Linked DNA regions of Mus musculus: regions 1 and 3 are each linked to region 2. Evidence: chromatin contacts called from public Hi-C and HiChIP or PLAC-seq data. All regions are on one chromosome and are shown on one strand. The core of a region is the stretch at or near the end of the contact, and the rest is flanking DNA. Distances in the headings are between cores, read along the strand shown.

The links. A called contact is a pair of places that touch in the nucleus more often than the background predicts. HiChIP or PLAC-seq counts read pairs in DNA pulled down with a chosen protein or histone mark.
Region 1: a contact with region 2 is called in an H3K4me3 HiChIP or PLAC-seq map of forebrain, with 5 times the contacts expected there. The contact joins the enhancer-like site here to the promoter of Slc2a13 in region 2. A contact is called at or near these places in 13 of 39 promoter capture datasets (the 3T3-L1 cell line, 3T3-L1-derived adipocytes, the C10 cell line and 9 more), 7 of 484 Hi-C or Micro-C datasets (bone marrow-derived macrophages, cerebral cortex, cortical neurons and 3 more), 7 of 115 datasets of contacts at active chromatin or transcription factors (astrocytes, bone marrow-derived macrophages, embryonic forebrain and 4 more) and 3 of 9 other capture datasets (adipose tissue, embryonic stem cells and liver).
Region 3: a Hi-C map of embryonic fibroblasts shows a contact between it and region 2, with 4 times the contacts expected there. The contact joins the enhancer-like site here to the promoter of Slc2a13 in region 2. A contact is called at or near these places in 4 of 484 Hi-C or Micro-C datasets (the 3T3-L1 cell line, cranial neural crest, embryonic fibroblasts and 1 more), 1 of 115 datasets of contacts at active chromatin or transcription factors (the 230-238 cell line) and 2 of 9 other capture datasets (adipose tissue and liver).

What each region holds. Positions count from the first base shown.
Region 1 is chr15:91,749,466-91,753,732 of GRCm38.p6, reverse strand. Lrrk2 (leucine-rich repeat kinase 2) reads right to left here. Exons shown (of 51, transcript NM_025730.3): 29 at 3,843-4,072; 30 at 3,382-3,509; 31 at 1,373-1,591. Among named protein-coding and RNA genes, the nearest start is that of Lrrk2, 78 kb to the right of the region's middle. Within about 2 kb of position 1,367, at least 17 of the 459 cell types and tissues checked have an H3K27ac peak or open chromatin away from gene starts, as enhancers often do. A contact at or near this core is called in forebrain, where this site is marked.
Region 2 is chr15:91,570,825-91,575,574 of GRCm38.p6, reverse strand. It overlaps Slc2a13 (solute carrier family 2 (facilitated glucose transporter), member 13), which reads left to right and starts at 2,314. Exons shown (of 10, transcript NM_001033633.3): 1 at 2,314-3,000. The coding sequence starts at 2,478.
Region 3 is chr15:91,700,705-91,705,221 of GRCm38.p6, reverse strand. It overlaps Lrrk2 (leucine-rich repeat kinase 2), which reads right to left. Exons shown (of 51, transcript NM_025730.3): 11 at 2,946-3,052; 12 at 1-116. Among named protein-coding and RNA genes, the nearest start is that of Lrrk2, 30 kb to the right of the region's middle. Within about 2 kb of position 1,856, at least 186 of the 459 cell types and tissues checked have an H3K27ac peak or open chromatin away from gene starts, as enhancers often do. A contact at or near this core is called in adipose tissue, embryonic fibroblasts and liver, where this site is marked.

The DNA.
Region 1 (4,267 bases), core at 118-2,617, 180 kb before region 2:
ACAAAACAAATTCGCCTTCTGAAATGGACTTTTAAATACCAGCCCCTGGGGCACTACAGAGACAAACCCATCCACAGATGGCCCATTTCTGAGACGACCAGAATCTGTGAGAGTGTGACAGAGCTGAGCTGACAGGGCAGGGCGCTGCAGTGCACAGCGGGAGTTTATCATTCAACATCCAAATTGGAGCTGTTCTGAGAGTGCGCGCCTGTGGCCCAGTAAGTAATTTCTCTGGGATATGCAAACCTAACAGGGCTCTGGTTACATCCTGATATCTCCAGAGCCAACAGAGAGACAATCATTGTGTTTGCCATGCTGAAGTACCCAGAGCGTTCTCTAGAAATCTCAACCGTATTCCCTTCCTGTGAACTCTAGAAAGGAGCACTCTTCCTAGTGACCCATGTATTAATATTTTCCTAAACATGGGGTTTATCAAAGAGATTGTCAGGAATTTAAAACACAAGTCTCGGGATGAAACTTAGCTTATACGAATTCGGTAATTATTTATAGATTGCTGAAAACCAACCAGTAGGCTTGGCAACTGGCAACGTTAAAAGGCAAAAGTTGGAATGGAAAAAAAATTGAAACCATCTGAACTAAAGTTATAAAGGAATCACATAGACTGATCGAGATACAAACAGGACAGGAACTCTCAAAGGAAGCGCCTAGAGTGGTCAGTGGTTCTCAACCTGTGGGTCGTGACCCCTATAGGGGCGGGAAGGGAGGCAAGTCAAACGATCCTTTCACGTGAGCCCTCCAAAATAACACTTTCACAGTGGTCACCTCGGATGATTGGAAGACACAGATATTTACATTATGATTCATAAAGGTATTTATGAATTCATAAAGGTATTTCACAACTATAGTTATGAAGTAGCATCAAAAATAATTTTATGATTGAGCGTCGCAACACGAGGAACTGTGTTAAAGAAAGGATTGTAGTGTTAGGAAGGTGGGAACTTCTGTGCTAGATAGGACCGAGTGTCGCAGAGGACAGGAGGCCCAGACACCACCTTCTCTTTTAGCCTCTGGATGGAACCCCTGGAGAGGAAGATTTTCTCGGTGTCCTGGCAATTCCTCTCCTTCTTCTCAGGATCCTCTAGTTATTTTTATTCCCACTTCTATGAATTATAAATGAAGTGCGGCATAAATAAATAATTTTTAAATGAAAGTACTTTTATCGTTTTGAGCTATGAAAAAAAAAACCCTACAATTTCCAGATAATTGCTCTCTCCTCAAGGTTTCTGACATTTCTAAGCAGAGGCATAATATGACAAAAAGAGAAAGGCTTACTTAACTAGCAGCCTGCAAGAGGCACACACTCGCCCACCTTGACCATCTAGTAGCCTGCAGGGGGCGCCCATCCTCCCACCTTGAAATTAAGGCTCTCATTTATGATGGTTTTCCGAAGCTTTGCCAGCGCATCTGACTCCTCGGTGGCATTCACAAAGTGGTAGTCCCGGATGGTGGGGAATCCTCGCTTATTTAGGAGTTCCTTCGTGATTTTGCTTATGCACGCTTTCCGCTGCTTCTCATCAGAAACATCCAAATGTGTGCCCACCAGAATCACCGGGGAAGAAGAGGCACGAGCCTAAGGGAACAGAGACAAGACACTTCCTGTTTCCGGGGAGGAAAAACCTTCCTGGTTACATTTATGCTGAAATCTGCTATGTAGGATGCTACGTGCTGCAGCAATGACAGACTCAAGGACTTCAGAGTCACATAATAACAGCTGTCTTTCCTTGCTGCTAGTGTGTGAATCTTGAAATGCAACCGTGTGACACAGCAGCGTCTTGAGAGCTATATGAGAGGCTCAACTCCCAAGGACAGAGCCCAAAGAACACGTTTGAAGGTCCTCACAGGAACCGGGATGTTAGGTCCCCTCCCTGTTCCTTTGCCATAGAGCATGAGAACTCTTGCCCTTCCACCTCCCGCCATGAAATGGCATATCAAGAATGGCCTCACAGATTCCAGCCCCAAGGTGCTAGACTTCCCTCCCTTCGGAAATGTATGAGAGAAATCTCTGTAATTTGTAAACCACTCCAGCTTGGGTGGGCTGTTACAGCCGCAACTGAGATTACTCCCTTAAACCTAAATAAATATGATAATCACAAAACAATTTAAAAATTATTATTATTATGCCCTTAATAGTCCAACTCTTACCACTTCCAGAATCCCACATAACCACCATAGTATAGCATTCCTTTTATTTTAATGTTTGCTCAGAGCAAGTTGTTTGCAAGCTGCACTTCTAAATAAAGCGAACATTCAGGAAACTTCAAGCTACATCAGAAGCAGTGCAAACTGCTTCCATTTCTTTCTTTAGCTGAGAATTTTATGCCCTGAATTCACTTTAAAGTCATGAAATTTGGAGAATGGAAGACAAAACCCACAGAAGCAAGCCGAATTGCCACCGTACTATTTGGCTAAGTTTCTGTGTGAACTATAATAATGTCAAGAAAACACGGGCTTAAGGAAGATCCAAATTACCAGATAACAGCCCAGGAGCTACCAAATCCTGTGCCCAGATGTCATCCTTGGTGCAAGCTCTCCTGAGAAGTTTACTCCCAGAACTGTTCCCTGGGGCAACAGACAGCAATCACAGGGACTCTTGTCACAGTCTCCATTCAAAAGGTCATATTGAAAGGAAGAGCTGTCACCAGTGCAGCAGGTAGACATTCAAGAAATAATAAAACAGAGAGACCAAAGATAGGAGACACACAGTCTGGGGCTGTTCAAGAGGCAGGATCTGAGCGCTTCCCACTAAAAGGTCACTGAAAATATACTGGACATGTGCAGAGTATGTGTGATATTAATTCCGTTTTAAGTTGGGGGAGTTGGTATGTCGGTTAACAAAATAGCATGATTAGAATCAGTTGTGCTTTCAGATTTTACACCGTAACAGGATTTCAGAGCCTAGTGACATGTAACTGTGTGGGATTCCCTCTTCCATATCATTTCTCAAACTCTGAATGCTTCTAATGTAGAAATAAAGAAAGAGAGAGAGGGAGAAGGGGAGAAGGGAAGGGAGAGGGAGAGGAAGGGAGGGAAGAAGGGAGGGAGAGAGAGAACATTTAAAACAATTGAAGGAACTGTTTTTGTTTTGTTTTGTTTTGTTTTCAGATATATCATGTTATAAAGACATTTTTAAAAAATAACAGAATGTAACTGGGCATGGGAGGACACATCTTTAAACTCAACACTCAAAAATTAGAGGCAGGCAAATCTTTGTCCATCTAAGGCCTTCCTGATCATTCATAGAGAGTTTCAGGGCATCCAGGGACACATAAGTGAGCCTTAGCCTCAACAAAACCCCAGAAGCATAGCATACAGTAGTGAGCAATGATCACACTCTAGTCCCACGTGATCAGAAGAAATCACCTTGATATTGAAGAGCCAGGGCTTCATGGCGTCCACCTCTGCCTGCCCCTTGCTGAGATCATAGACAGCCAGGTAGAGGGCTCTCTGGGTCATGAAGTGGGGGTGAGTGCTGTAGAATTCCTCACGACCTAGAAGGAGATATCAGAGGTTTGAGTCTTTCCCATAGTAGGTAGGACTCGTTACGAAATAATGAGGGGGCACAGCAAATCCTTTGGAGGAGGGCAAACAACAGACATCATTCCCATGACAGCTTTGAGAACCACGATTAGCTGCCAACCAAGCAATTTAGACCTCTCTGCTGGGGGCTGGCATTGCTCTCTGTGGAGTGTCCATTCTGGTGACAAGGGCAAAATGGGCTTGGGATAATCTTATAGGATCCACCAGTTCTTTTTCTACTGGATCAGGAAACTGGGTTTTAAAATTTCTATTCAAGACGAAAGCTAAAACAGCATCTTGAGTACCTGCAAAATCCCACACGTTTAGAACCAGGTCCTTTCTCCTTTTGCCCCGTATTTGGATGGACCAGTCTCGCACGTCTATGCCGACTGTGGCACCCTGCATGCCAAGTTCTGGTTTCTTCATTTTCATGAGTTGTTGCAGTAAAGTGGTCTTACCGCTCCCCGTATTTCCCACAATCATGAGCTTCATTCGGTTGTAGGGTACAGCCTTTTTCAGACGTTGTTGTAGAAACCTGGATAAAGAGAAGCCACATAGCAGCCTACCGAGGCATGTGCCAGGCCTAAGTTGTTCCACAGAGAGTGTGTAAACTCAAGCATGTGAAACTGTAACCAGAACCAACAACACACATGCCTTCTATTCTATTAGTAGTTTCACAGTAGTCAATGATATTTTTTAGCACTGACAATGATGTATGGCATGCTATATC
Region 2 (4,750 bases), core at 1,065-3,564:
TGTAGTTAAACATCCAAGAAGCACAATATTGTGCTCCCTGATCAAAAGGACCTCATTTTCTTTGTGTGGTATTAGAAACTGGATTTGGAGCCTGATGGATGCTAGGCAACCATTCTCTAGTTACATCTTCATCCCAACAACAAGCATATTGCCACTGAATCAGTCACCATTGTCTCAGCCTGGCGTTCGGAATGTGTAGCAGCGCACCCCAAACTCTCTTTTCCTCTTCTACGATGGGGTCCTAGTGTTCTGGGACTGCGTAAATAAATGTCCTTAAACATTGGGATTCAGGACTTGCTTAGCAAATCGATAGCGATGCCTACACTTTATCTCGATTAGCAATGAACTATAATTTAAAAGTGATTTTTCGAACTCTAGTCAATGAGCACTTGCTGAGGCTTTGTAAGTAAGACAAAGTGGTTCATATAGTAATCTGGCGATTTCAAACATTTTGTGAAACGCTGTTGGAGGTGTACTCTGCTTTGTCTCAGCCCTCGGACTTTCAATTTCGCCATGAAGTTAAATGAGAAGAAGCTACAAGGAACTCCATGTTAGTAGAATGTTGTGGTGTGCCTAACTGAACTTGGCTCCTCCCAAGAACCCGGAAGAGCGGTTGTGTTACCAAGGTCACATTTCCTTAGCGGTTATGTTACCAATGTCACATTTCCTTCCGAGGTCATCTTAAACTCATGGATATAAATTACGAGGTGTAGACGATTTTAAGGAGTAGTTGGTTCCGTGTTCTGGAACCCCAAAGTTGAATTTGGAGCTCCTAGTGAGTAGAAGTCACGGTGTTCAATAGGTCAGCTGGATTTGAAGTTCAGCTTGTTTCAACTCAACAAGAGTTCTCTGCAGAATCTACGTGAACAAGCTGACCACCAGGGGGTGCAGTTTTGCTGCTATGGGCTTGGGAAAGACTCAAGCCTGAATCTTCTGAAGTCTAAGTTATTGTTTCATTATTTGAGAGATAAGTCTGTGTTTAATTTCTCCTTGGGAAGACGGCAAAACCTTGCTTTAAAGTTACACGATACATTTAAAGTTATTCCTCTGAGATAACCGCCCCCCCCCCACATTTGGAGAAATGTGGTTGGAAAGTGAGATATTTTGGTGACTAAAAATCAAGGTGAAAGGGACGTTGGGAAAGTCTAATAACTTCATAGTGTAATAGGATGACAGAAACAATTTCTCTGAAGGAAACAAGCTTAAACTGCATGAATAGGGTTCGTGCTAAGAAACATTTGTTCAAATAAGGGAAGTAAATGAAGACAGGAATTGTTCACGGAAACCATGGGTTTTAAATTTCTTTTTCATTTAAATCTGGTGTCCTACGCCTGAAGAATGAGACTGCAGCAGAAAGACACTTGATTAGTCTCTATCTCCGGAAATGAAACAACATAAAATAATTTACAGAATATTTAAATCAACGGGAGGTTTCCAAACCAGCCAACAACTGGCAATTAGCAATTAAAACAACCATCCTCAAACCATTTGAAATTACTTTGTTTCAGGCAAATGGGGCATCTAAAATCGCTTCTTCAAATCAATGGGGCAGCAGCAGGAATTGTCAGGGAGAAGGTATCTTTTTAGGCTCGCATGCTGGGCAAGAAAGGTGGTAATTGCCAATCACACAACAGATCACATTCTTGAGTTTCCTTGTTCCACTTGGAATCAGCTAGTTATGTGAGAAGGTGATGTATATACGCACAGCTAAAGTTGCTTTACCTCTGGGAATCCACAGGAAGCCTTCTCGTGAGAGAAGAGTTGCTGTCTGTCTGTCTGTCTGTCTCTTGTCTCTCTGTCTGTCTGTCTCTGTCTCTGTCTCTGTCTCTCTTTCTCCCCTCAGAAAGTCAAGATGCAAATGCATTTTAGAAGGGCGGAATTTAAAGACGGAGTAGCAGGGAGAAAGGAAACTAGAGACACCAGTGACCATGGTCCCAAATTGCTCCAAAACAAACTAATTGCATGAGAGCCAAGGGACACGGACACTCACTGCAAAAGGACAGAAGTAGGTGAGTGTCAGGCAGTCTCAGCCACCTCGGATTGCAAGCAGGAGGGCAGAAGGAGTCTTTCACCTGATCCTTAGCCTGCTGTGAGCTTGAGTGCTCTGGATAGCAAGCAGCTCATCTGCAGCCAGAAGGCAAGCTTCCCTGTGTCCTGGTACCCTGACTCCAAAGAGCTCTTGTCTCCAGGGGACCTCCGCTTAACCCCGCCCACAGAGGGAGGTGGCAGCGTCCAGGGGGAGGAGTTCTTCTCTGTCTCCGCCCACCAGGGGGAGGTGGGTCCCATTCGCCCCTCCCCTCCAAGCGGGCAAGTGACGCACGACCCCGCCCCCGGCCGCTCCGTAGCGCCAGCTTAGCAGAGGCTGCGAGGCGGGTGGCTCGGGTGGCAGAAGAGCAGCGGCTCAGCAGCTGGCAGAGAGTGCGCGGCGCCCCACACGCAACTTCCCCGCAGCCGCCTCGGCGGCGTCCGCCTGTCCCATGTCCCGCAAGGCGAGCGAGGACGTGGAGTACACGCTGCGCAGCCTGAGCAGCCTGATGGGCGAGAGGCGCCGCCGGCAGCCGGAGCCGGGGGCGCCAGGCGGGGAGCGCAGCCTCCTGGCCGCCGAGTCGGCCGCCAGCCTGCAGGGCGCGGAGCTGGAGCGCGCGGCGCGCAGGCAGTTCCAGCGCGACGAGACCCCGGCCTTCGTGTACGCGGCCGCCGCCTTCTCGGCGCTCGGCGGCTTCCTGTTCGGCTACGACACCGGCGTGGTGTCGGGGGCCATGCTGCTGCTGCGGCGCCAGATGCGCCTGGGCGCGATGTGGCAGGAGCTGCTGGTGTCGGGCGCGGTGGGCGCGGCCGCCGTCGCGGCGCTGGCCGGAGGGGCCCTGAACGGCGCCCTCGGTCGGCGCAGCGCCATCCTGCTGGCCAGCGCCCTGTGCACCGTGGGCTCCGCCGTGCTGGCCGCCGCCGCCAACAAGGAGACGCTGCTGGCCGGCCGCCTGGTCGTGGGGCTCGGCATCGGTGAGTGGCCGCGCCCGCGAGCCCCACTGACCCCCTTGCTCTCCCCTGCTCCGCGGTCCTTTGGGGGCTCGGTGGCACGAGCGCCCTGGTGGCTGTGGAGGATGCGTTCCCTTCTCCCGGATTCCCACGTGGAATCTGCGGTCGCCCGCGGGTCAGTCAGCGCCGGACAGTCTGGAGCAATTCAAGATACCCCAGCTTTCCCCGATCCGGCCTAACCTGAGGCCGCTTGTTGAGTTTAGGAGGGTCTCCACATCCCTGCCATCCCTGAGAGTGATTTCCCCACTGCCAGTTCTCCTTTAGGATGCTAAGCCCACCGAGCTTTAAACGAACTGCGAACTGCAATAATTAGTAGAGTCAAGGAGTTTTGAACTCCAAAATCCCTGCTCCGTTCCAGTTCCATCTTCTCTGCAGTGGATCATTTTTAAATAGAACACTATTTTCTCTCCTTGCTTTGTGCTCTGTGGTTGACTTTCAACCTTTCCACCTTTCTAGATGAAATCTGTCTCCCTTTCCCACCCGACTTAGAACTTTTACTTTGGGCCAACATTCACCATTCTTGTTTTGCCTTCTCTGCCTTTTCCATATGGGAACCAAATTATCCATTAAAGGTCACGTTCATTTCCTAGATTCAGTTAGGAGCCACTCCTGTGGATAAATGCCCAGCAAGATAGACACTTGCAATTTACTTTAGAAATGAAGAGATGTAGGTTCTCTGGGCATTGATTTTTTTTTTTTTTTTTTTTTTTTTTTGTCACCCTGTTTGCTGAGCGGGGGAGGCACTCTTGGTGTGCTCTTGGCAGAGGGAAGCTGTTTGGGATGTGCCCAGTGTTATTAGAAAGCACCTTTAAAGGGAGAATGGGAAGTTGTGACTTAAATCTCACTGGTAGTTTTCCAAGGCTATAAAATGTTTCCTTTTATAATTCAGTTTCCTTTAGGGTAAAGCGTTGCTTCCCCATGGGAGGGCTAGATGGATTCCCGGAGCTGTCCCTGAGCTGACCACTCTTCACCCTTCTGGATAGGTTTGTAAGGGGAAGCACACTCATTCATTCAACTCTGCCTCTAGGAGCCACGAGCCTAAAACCCCAGCTCACTGTACCCGTATCCCCTGATCACCGACTCTGCTTCTATGGGTAATTACTGAAGCATGGCAAGGCTCTCTGTGAAATGTGGATTTGGCAAAGGAAGGTCCAAATGACCACCAAAGAGACAAAAATCCATGGAAATCCCCTCTCTGTGTAAAAATGCCCTGTGCCTGTAGGATCCTTCGACAAATAACCTGCCTAGGACTCTAATCAGCATCATCTGCCTGGGATACAGATCCTCTCTTATGCCTCTACCTTCTTTTCTCCCCCTTGGCAGAGAAATCACACTTCAGTTGTCAGAGACTCATTATTAATTCCCAGACTTATATCTGGAGATTGATGTTTTGCAGAGGTGTCTTAATGAAACTCCTGAGTATCAGATGAAAAATTGAAGCATTTTGTTGATTCTTGCCTGACAGCCTGGGGGCCCTGTCATGTCAGGGTCCTTCCGGATGTATGATACAGAATTGAAAGGAGAGCATCCTCTAGAGTTGGCTTCGCAAATGGGTCTAAAGGCAGCTAGAACTGGCTCTCACCCCTTAGGACAGTGCTCCTCAACCTTCCTAATGCTGTGGCCCTTTAATACAGAGGTGACCCCCAACCATAAAATTACTTCGTTGCTACTTCATAACTGTAATCCCTCTACTTTTATAAATATGTCATGTAAC
Region 3 (4,517 bases), core at 607-3,106, 130 kb before region 2:
GTGACTCAGCATCTTGCAGCCACTCTCTGCCACCTCAGGCGCATGGGCATGCTTCTGCATCAATTCCAAGACATTCAGGTATACTCCTTTTGCCAGCAGGATTTTCCTGAAATTAACTATAAGGTGTTTTTCAAGTTACTTATAGTAATGAAAGCTCACAATTGCAAGAACACATATAACATATTTCATTAGCCACTTAAAGATCATTAATAGTCACCTATATCTTACAAATAGATGACATCCTCTGATTTTCATATTTATTAATTCTTTATTGAAGTTTCCAGTTAATTTTTTTATTTACAGAGTAGACAGGTATTAGTGTGATTAATACATTAAATCCCATAAGAAAGAAGTGCTCTGTAGAACAATGTATGCAAACAGCACTCTTCAGTTAGGATGAAAATTAAATGATCGTCTAATCTTGGAATCTCACAAAATGGCTAGGAAGCACAAGTATGCTAGACATCAGTGCATGGATGCAAGCCATTCCTCCATTGGTGATGGGAGCCAGGGGCAGGCCTGAGGAGAAGGACCGCAGGTGTGTGGAGGCATATCGCTCACTGGTGACAGGCCAGTGGAATGGCCTGGTCTGGGATGCTCTGAACTACTTTGTACATCTCAGTGGGCTGCATGATTTATTCACGAATCTCATCTCGATCTAACTATGCAGAAATGGCATTGCTCAATAATGGGAAACATGACAGGGAGAAGGGCGGTCGTCGTGAAGTCCCTTCAGAGCGTACAGGACATTTTCACGTCTCCCTACCTACTTGTAGAAGTTTGTTGCCTTTATCGGCTCTATTTTAGCAAAAGGTTATCTGCATTCAAAGACAAATCACAAAACGCAAACTCCTACAGTAGTCACCTTTAGTGAGTGCTCATTCATGCTTGTATGTCCTCTGGTTCAAAGATCAAACCCTCCTTCTCAGCTCGACCTTTGTCTTGGCTAACTCATGCATCACATTCCTTAGTTAGTCTTCTTGTCCATCTTCCCCATTAGAATTTGACACCACTAGCCTAAAATTTTTATGTAACTGTCGTACCACAAGGGTGTAGATTGTATGGAATCTAGTACATGATACGAACTCAGAACATGGTAGCTCAATTCATGCAACTGCTTAACTAAATGAGAAAATTATCACAAAAGGTATTTGGGCCTGAGCCTTCAAATCGCCATGGTGCCAAGACACCATTTTTTTCCCTCTCCATCCCCTCCTCCTCCTTATTCCTCTTCCTCTTTAATTTCTCTTTGAGATTTAGTAGCTCAGGTTGGCCCTGAATACAATTCTTCCTGCTTTAGCTGGAGTGCTGAGATTGCTGGCCTGTGTCACCATTCCTGTCTAAGAGCCCAGTTCTCCTTTCTGCCAACCCAATCCTGATTTAAAAAAAACAAAAACAAAAACAAAAACCCTTCCCATCCCTTCAGTCTTCATAGTCACTGCCTCAAGTTGCTTGCAGTGTGAATTTGGTGGTGGAGCTAAATAAGGAAGCCACTGAACATCTTACTACTCTCTTATACCAGGAAGCCCAGGATGTGCAAAGGCATCTAAGCACATCTAGCAGAGAGCCGGGAACAAAGGTGGGGGAGCATGAAGGGAGGGCAGGGACTGATTCCAAACAGATGCCAAGCTGACTCACAAGGTCATTGTCCCACAAAGGCCATAACAAAAGCAACCCCAAGTCACAAAATCTTAACGACTGATGGAGGGACCTAACAGAGTCTCCTCATAGTTAAGACCCACAGCCTCACCACACTATTGCTGCCTGGCAGCAAGCTTCCTCTCCCCTGGGGAGCTATACACAATGCTCCTTGGCTGCAATGCAATCCCTGCCCAGACCTCCATAGCTACACGACACATCCTGTGATGACTCAGCCCTGGGACAGGCCCTGTCATCACTCAAGGCCTGGCTATTCCAAGCCTCTGTGTGATGTGCCCGATTCACTCTTAGCCGATTAACTTTGTTCTTTAACAATTTCACACATGTACGCAATACATTTGATGAGGTTCTGCTTTTATTAAAATGCCATCAGAGAGAAGGAACAGCCTGCAGGAGGCGTGTCTTCCTCACTAGCCTGGCCTTGCCACAAAAATCTGGTGGTGCTTACGTTGTTGTGTCTCAGATCAATCTTCCTTTTTTTTTTTTTAATGTTTCACTGCCTAAAAATATCACATAAGAGCTGCCAAGTCCCCCTGCCTGATGCCAGACAAGTTTTCCTGGCAAAACTTCCTGTTTATGGGGTCAGGAATCTGAAGCAGTTTGAGCCAGGACCTTAAAGCTTAAGGGACCTCCTAAGGTATAAGAGGGATTATACATAAAAAAATCATTTTCAAAAAATCGTAAATATAAAACATTTCATTCTGGACAATTTTACCAGTTTTGAAACAGTGAATAGCCCATCAAACATTAGCACTCCTGTAAAATTTATTTAAGAAGAATAAATAAATATGTACAGGAAAATGCAGGCAATCTTTTTTAGAGAAAAAGACCTGATGAGAACTCTAAAAATTCCCATGGTATGTAAGCTAAAAGTCAATCAACAGAAACTGGTTCCTAAAATAGGTTATAGATATATAGGAAAGCTACACAGTTATTAAAATTGTAATGACAATAATAATAAATACATTTATTAATATAAGGATGGAAGCAAAACATGCATTTAAAGTAGATACAATGTTACAATTTCTGTAAGTTTGCATCATACATGGCTGCATTTAAAATGGATACAATGTTCCAGTTTCTGCAAGTATGTATCACATATGCCATAAATGAGCAGAAGTCCTGAGGAACATACACCTATTATATATTTTTTTATCCTTTATATACATACATACACACTTCAGCTAGCCCCATCTACATATCTGAATTTTTCAGAATTTATAGCTTTTATAAGAAAACAACATAACGTTGTTCCTCCTTATTAAAAAACACAGTATTCCCCTTACCATTTTGTTCCAAGAGAGTGGACAGAGCATGTGCAGCTGCTTGGAAGACATCTTTGGAAGAAGAGTGCATCAGCATAGACAGCATCACTTCCCTGTGCGCAGGGAACCTTTGAAAAAGCCAACCACATCTCAGTTCGCAGCCTCCGGCCCCAATGCTCACTTTCGCTGCCTGTGAACGCTAACAGCACAGGCAGTGGAAGCCACACTCTATGCCATCTCCACTTACAATAGAAGCTTATGCCAAACAATGCTATTGGCAGAGGTTAGATTCAAGTGTGTCCAACACTAACACTTCTGTTTCTTCAGAAGCCTGTAAGCCTTATGGAGGACGCATGGCTTTGTAAACATGTAAGGAGGGATAGGCAGCTACAAAGTTGCTATGGTGCAAATCACACAGGGTGAACATGAAAACAGAGTTAAAACCAGGGAAGGATGGGCCGAACAACAGCACAGGATTTCTTCTCACTTCTCACAGCAAGAGACAAAGAAAAATACATACATTGATCATTTCTGGAGTTTTCCATTTAGTGTTTTGGACTATATTTTACTGTGAGTAAATGAAAATAGACAACAAGAAATTGTGCCTAAGAATGCCATTGTAGAATGCCTACAACCAAAGCGTGACTCTTGCAAGCCTTATAAATGCCGTACAAATACTAACATACTAAGTACACAAAACAAAGGACTAAAATGCACAATAGGGGTTGTCAGTCATAAAGCAGGATGAGAGAAAGGCATCAGCAGATGAGCCACATCTCAAACAGAAGACAATCTTGAGGTACCAGGAAGAAAAATGTAAAAGGAGGGAAGGGGAAAATGGCAAGAAGAGCGATTTAAGTGGGGAAAAGAAACAAAAACAAAGCAGACGTAAGAGGCAGAGGGGATAAATGTGCTTTCCTTTTAATAACATATTTCCTGGAGAGATCTCCGGGTACTGAGGACTATGTGTGCTGTGATCTAAGCTGTGTATAAGTTGCACTCCTGAATCTGCCCAAACACAAGCTCCTGAAAAGTTGCTCACTCGGGATAATTCGGTTTTTGGCTTATCTCAGTTTTCAAGAGTCACTATCTCTTCTCCAAATGGGAGTTTTTAAGTAGAGTCTGCTTCCCCGAGTCTCTCTTTTCCAGCAGAGGGCCATTATGCAAATAGGAATACATAGCAGTCCACACTGCTGCCTGGTGGGACCTGCCAGAGTAGGTTTCTAACCTGACACAGGCAACCAGCTGGTTGGTGGCCCAGAACCAGTGGGTCTGTGAATGTGCTTGGCTGGAATGAATTAACTATGCATCTGTACCTGGTCAGCCAGAAAACTGAGGGTTGATTTCCCAGGATTCACAGAGAAGTGAATGATTCATGATGCCAAATCCCTCAGTAGAGATGAAAATGGTCTATATTTCAGTAGGAATTAAAACACTTTATACCACACCAGGCCTGTCACACCTTAAAAGCCACACCTTCAAAGCCTGTCTTGTGGGAAAACTAGACAAAATTATAGACCCATCACTAACATACAACAGCGCTAAAGCCTAAATTCTGACAAGAAAATCTAGCAATGGCAGTTTCTACGCACT